Linked DNA regions of Mus musculus: region 1 is linked to region 2. The links are chromatin contacts, called in public Hi-C maps. All regions are on one chromosome and are shown on one strand. The core of a region is the stretch at or near the end of the contact, and the rest is flanking DNA. Distances in the headings are between cores, read along the strand shown.

Evidence for each region. A called contact is a pair of places that touch in the nucleus more often than the background predicts.
Region 1: a Hi-C map of the HPC-7 cell line shows a contact between it and region 2, with 3 times the contacts expected there. The contact joins two enhancer-like sites. A contact is called at or near these places in 9 of 39 promoter capture datasets (the C10 cell line, the HPC-7 cell line, HPC-7-derived erythroid cells and 6 more), 3 of 15 datasets of contacts at CTCF or cohesin (the NIH/3T3 cell line, large pre-B cells and pro-B cells), 66 of 484 Hi-C or Micro-C datasets (the AML12 cell line, B cells, the C2C12 cell line and 46 more), 4 of 115 datasets of contacts at active chromatin or transcription factors (bone marrow-derived macrophages, double positive thymocytes and embryonic stem cells) and 3 of 9 other capture datasets (embryonic stem cells, embryonic tail and pancreatic islet).

Annotation. Positions count from the first base shown.
Region 1 is chr3:59,079,480-59,082,179 of GRCm38.p6, forward strand. The region is part of intron 10 of Med12l (mediator complex subunit 12-like); the gene reads left to right. Among named protein-coding and RNA genes, the nearest start is that of Gpr171, 21 kb to the right of the region's middle. Within about 2 kb of position 1,257, at least 83 of the 459 cell types and tissues checked have an H3K27ac peak or open chromatin away from gene starts, as enhancers often do. A contact at or near this core is called in B cells, the HPC-7 cell line, LSK cells and 2 more, where this site is marked.
Region 2 is chr3:58,981,985-58,984,684 of GRCm38.p6, forward strand. No RefSeq gene overlaps it. Among named protein-coding and RNA genes, the nearest start is that of Gm22491, 7.7 kb to the left of the region's middle. Within about 2 kb of position 1,372, at least 23 of the 459 cell types and tissues checked have an H3K27ac peak or open chromatin away from gene starts, as enhancers often do. A contact at or near this core is called in B cells, the HPC-7 cell line, LSK cells and 2 more, where this site is marked.

The DNA.
Region 1 (2,700 bases), core at 7-2,506, 97 kb after region 2:
ATGGGCTTTAGACCAAGTCCTGGATGATGTAGCAGTTTGGATGGGGATGCAAGAGAGGTTTAATGGTGATTTGAATATTGATTGCATTCTGGGAAGAGATGTGAGTGGCTTTGTGGTTAATGTGGTGCCTTTGAGTAAAACAAAGACAGTATTGTTAACTTTTAGTTCACGCTTCCTAACTTTTAATCTGGGAGGATATCTGTATGGACGGCCCCTTCTGTAACATTAAATATTTAAACATTAATGTTTAAATACTTAAAATGTTAAGTTTATAGCATTAACATCTTTAAAACGTGGCTTTAGTTTTTAATATGCATTTATATTAAGGCATGTATTTATGTATAAGTTTGCAAGTGACAGTTTTACTTGTCCATTTACAATTTTAAATAATGATAACAGACGGTTTTACTTGTCCACTGAACCAAAGAATCAACCTCCCCTCCCCTCCCCTTCCCTCCCCTCCCCTCTCCTCCCCTCCCCTTCCCCTCTCCTCCCCTCTTTTTCTGTTCCCTTTCTTTTTCCCTTCTTATTTGGAGATAAGGTCCTCTGTGGCTCAGGGAGACTTCTGAACTCCAAATCTTCCTGCCTTGCCTGCTTAGTGCTGAGATTGCTGGCGTGTGCCACCGTGCCTGGCTCAGGAGCCACTGTTTTCCTGAGCACTGAGTTACTTGTTATTCCTGGAATTCACATGTAAATATTGGATGGTAGCTGTGTGGCTTAGAGCAAGTTACTCACAGTTGTGTGCTCAGAGTTTTCGCATAGTTATACAACACTTGAGCATGAATATCCATTGAGATTATAAAACATAATAAGTATGTTCCAAAAATTGCTACTGTGGCCAGTAATAAAATAGCTTATATTTTATTGGAAGAACCAACATTATGTACCTGTTCTCTAGTAAGATGGAGATATATTGAGTGGTTGGTTAAGACTCAGATATGTATCTCCCATCTTTAAAATGTACCTCCTTTTTTTCTTGGGTCCTATAATTTGTCCAGGATTGATGTTGCATGCGTGGTGGGAGATAAAGTTAGCAACCTCTCTCTAGTCATGGTGGTTTGATGTTTGCTTTTACAAGGGGTGTTCTTTCTCATACCAGCTGGGGGGACCTCAGCCCCTCCTGTCTCTGTAGTCCTTGCAGACTGCTTTGTAATGGCTAAGAGGGAAATCTGATCCTTCACATCCTTGTAGGAGGTGGAGAGTCCTGATTTGCGTACAGCCTCAGCTTCAATAGTCAGCTAAAGTCCGTTAGAAATTGTAGAGTACAGGTGAGAACATTTGACACCAGGCTCTGCCTGTGGTGAGAGGAGCTGACCCTGCCCGTGCTGGGGGCACGCTTTCACTAATAGCTCATGGAATGTGAGCTGCTTTTACTCTTTCCCTGCTGGGGCGGTGTCAACTTGAGTGCTGCTGTAAAGAAGGTAGGGAATGCACCTTGTGTTTTAGTATTTTTTCCACTCTGTGTCTTATAAAAGGAAGAAATTCTCGCATTCAATTCAGAGCTCAGAGGCTGTCTGACAGTGGCCTCTGGGCCCAGCAGTCACCTGAGGGGAGTGAACCACGGAGCCCTCAGCTTCCCGGTACTGACTAGGCAGTTACTGGTGACCTCATCTCCAGGCCGCCAGGTGGGGAGGGCCCCACAGCTTTGCAGAGCTCTTGGACCACTTCCTTCCTCTTGGCCTCTCTGCTTTTGATCCTGCCTGGTGTGAGAGCAGAGGCTGCACTGCACGTTTGGGCGCTTCAGGAACGTGGAGAAGAGGGAAGACCCAAGGGTGGCAGGCAGGAAAAGCTGCTTTTCAATTCTCTTTCTGGGGCCCCTGTGAACAGACTTCTTTCCAAGTAATGAAACAGCCAGGCCAGATGCCCCAGCCAGAGCAGAGTGCTTCAGGACAGCACAGCATGGGTCGTTTTCTCAGTCTCTGCTCCTAGTATCACCATGAAACTCCAACCGCAAAACCTACATAGTGCTTGTTTATGATGGTTTCATACCAGTTTGTGCTCAAAGTTTAGAGTTCTTAGGTAACAGAAGTCTCAAGTTCAGCATGTCCTGTACTTACCTGAGTCCACCCGGTTTAGGCATTGTGCTTGATTACTGTCACCAGAAATAGGAGGGCTTTGTTTCTTTCTTGGCTGTGCTTGGGCACAGTTACCTTTCTCAGACGCCTGCTCTGTGATGTCAGGGGCTGTGCCTTATGCCTTCCATCACATCCTTAGTCCCTGGCCTCATGCCTGCCACATCATTCCAAGGATGTGGGTGTGTTTTCTTACTTTGGGCTTCTGAGCTCACTGAAAGGCTGCTGGTATGGTGACAGGGAGGAGGATATACCACTAGGATTTGTCTTGAAGGAGAGGGGTTCACGGATTCATGAAAGGTGTATTACAGTTGGTGTACAGTCAGACAAGAGAGGAAGGTATTTGCAAGTGGAGGCAGGGGCATGGCTGACAGGAAGCCCCTCAGCTGTGAAATCAGCAGGCTTTGAGGTACCTGTGGATAATTTGCTTACATTTATAAAAGGGCATGTCATTGCTAGATGACATAAGATGTTGTGAACCCATTATTAGTGCAGCATTAAGTATTCATAGTGCCTCTCATGTAACTAGGCACTTAATAGCAATAGCTACTTAATGTAAGGAAAACAAGTCCATATAAGTATAAGCCAAGGAGGTACCATCAAGTATGTCAGTCAGTTTTCCATTGCT
Region 2 (2,700 bases), core at 122-2,621:
ATGCTCGAGAAATTTTGAAGTCTGCCTGGAGAGTTGCTTTGAAATGGAATAATGGAAACAAGCCAAGCTGGGTCTCTGCACTGGGCTCTGCCCAGGTCCTCAGCAGGAGACAAACTTGAGGCATTGAGAATTATATACAGTTCAGATGGTCTTTGGGTTTGTAAGCCAATACATTTCTGATAAACTAAATTGTAATTTCAAATGTATTTTGGAAACTTAAGTAAGAAGAACTCAGATGCTTTTCAGCTAATAGTGTGGGATCCTGGAAACCACCCAGTAATTTATTTTTTATAAGTATGTTTCTAAAATAAGTTTTCTTTACAGCTAGACATGGTAGGCCTTGGGCTCTATTAAAACAGCAATGGGAGGCTGGAGAGGCAGCTCAGAGTTTGTAACTCTTGCAGAGGACCCAGGTTCGGTTCCCAGCACTTACAATTATTTATTACTCCGGGTCCAGGAGATGTGACTCTATCTTCTGACTTGAGCAAGCAGCATGCATGCTCACAATATACATACATACACACAGGGGAAAAAAAACCCCAAAAGGCAAAAACAAAATAACAAAAAGACACTTATACACATAAAATAAAAATAAATAAATCTAAAAATTATTTTTAAATTCCAGGGGGCTTTTGATTTTAAAGTGTACAGTCACTATTCTACATAGCGCTATACATAGCCATCTGAATCGCTGTGGATAAGAGATGCAAACATTCACACAAAAAACGTTCAGTATATAAAAAGATATTTAATTTTACCAATACATTTAATTTAAAATTACACAGAGGCAAAAGCACAATTTTCATATTGACAAAAAAAGAAAAAAGAAAAGAAAGGAGTTTGGAAACACGCTGTGTTCAAGGATTCAGCATGATAACTCTTACAGAATAGGTTTGTTCAGTGGACTCGCAAATTACTCCAGGAGCCTTTCCACTTTTGATCTGCCCTCCAGAGCTTCTCTGAGGTAATGGATATTAAGCTTTGTCAGTAGAGGGCGCGAGAGAGACATTGCAGAAGGAAAAGAGACAATTTCTGGCAGGCTGGGTTTGGCTTTCTTTTACTTAGCTGTTCTTTCAAAGCCTGTGTTGCCTGTGCAGAAGAACGTGATGGAATCGGGCAGGTAGTGTCAGAGTGGCCAGTCTCAAACTGGGTCTAGTGGCCAGCAAGAGTGCCACGCAGTGCTTCACGCCAGTCTGTGGCTATTTGTGAGGCTTTGTATGCCCAAAAGGCGTTTCCTGCTTGCCCCTCACCCCCCAACTGTGGACAAGATTAGTGGAGGTCCCTCCCTCAATTTCTCCTCCATCCAGTAGTCCACCCTTGTTTCTAAGAGGCTTCTCTCCTGACAGACAGTGGAAGTTCCCTAGCTGGCTCTGCGGCCTTGGTATCCGTTTTCTGCACTGTAACATCCTTTATATCCTGCTTTGAAGAATTATGGTCAGCTGCCTAAGTCTAACTCACCACCTGTTTTGGAAATAAAATTGTTTGGGAACACAGCCAGGCCCATTTGTTTATGTACCGTCTATAGAGCTTTCCGTGTGACAGAGAGAGTATGGTCAATCTATTTGCAGTCTGTCCTATTGTAGAAAATGTTAGCCAATCATTATAGTTCTTTTCTTCTTTATGTTACTCTATCAGGGTTTTATAATTTTTAGCATTAAACTTCCTCTATTTTAATTGCTGTGTGGTTTCTGTCTCTACACGGTGCTTCCTCTAGTGGAACAAAAATACCCACGCTCAAGGTTATTTATTACAGCATTATTTGTCGTTGTAAAAATACTCACGAGCACTCTAAGTCCTCTACCATGGAGACTGATTAGTAAACTACAGTATCCACACAGCAGAGAGCTCACAAGCAGGGAGATCTCTGTGAACCGACACGGAATTACTTCCAGGCTGATGTGGAGCAACAAAAGGAAAACAAACAAAACTGAGAAATACGTGTATACGGTATGCCATGTTAATAAGACAAGGTTTGCTTCTAAATGAAACCTAGAGCTAATAAACCTGAAACCACCAGCAGATACTTACAGGATAAGAGCGGAAAGGGCTAGGAGGGAAATGACACACCAAGCCTATCTTTTACTCCAGCGTAGAGCAGTTGGAAGAAGCATCCAACACAAAACCTGTTTGGCCGTGAAGTGTTAAATAGCTTGCGTGGCTAACTAGGAGTTTCAGCTCGCTGATGGTGTAAGTGGCGTGAGAGCGTATTGTTCCACATGTTGACACTTCAGGATAAAGATTCAAGTTCCATGTACGGTTCTATCAAGTTGAAAAATGATGCTGCACGTGTGTGAGATCTGAAGCTTGGTCCTCAACATCCACATAAACATATAGACAAGCTGGGCATGTGGCATGCAGCTGCCCAGCATCTCAGAGCTGATTACGCAGGGTGATTCCAGCTGAACTGATGAACACAGGTTCACTACGGTACTCTGGTGTGGTAGATTGCTGTCTGTTTTTCTGACCCCCTCAAAAGGGGTGCCTGTGCTCAGGGGAGGTCAGGTGCAATCTTAGATAAGTCTAAGATTAGTCAGATAAGTCTAGAGCCTGTGGTTGGGCAGTGGAAAAAGAAGGCAGAGCAGAATGTTTTAGAGACAGGGCACACACACACACACACACACACACACACACACCATCCTCAGATGAACCATTCAAAGTCAGGGTACTCCAGGTGTGTCTGTGAATGAGTGTGTGTGTGAG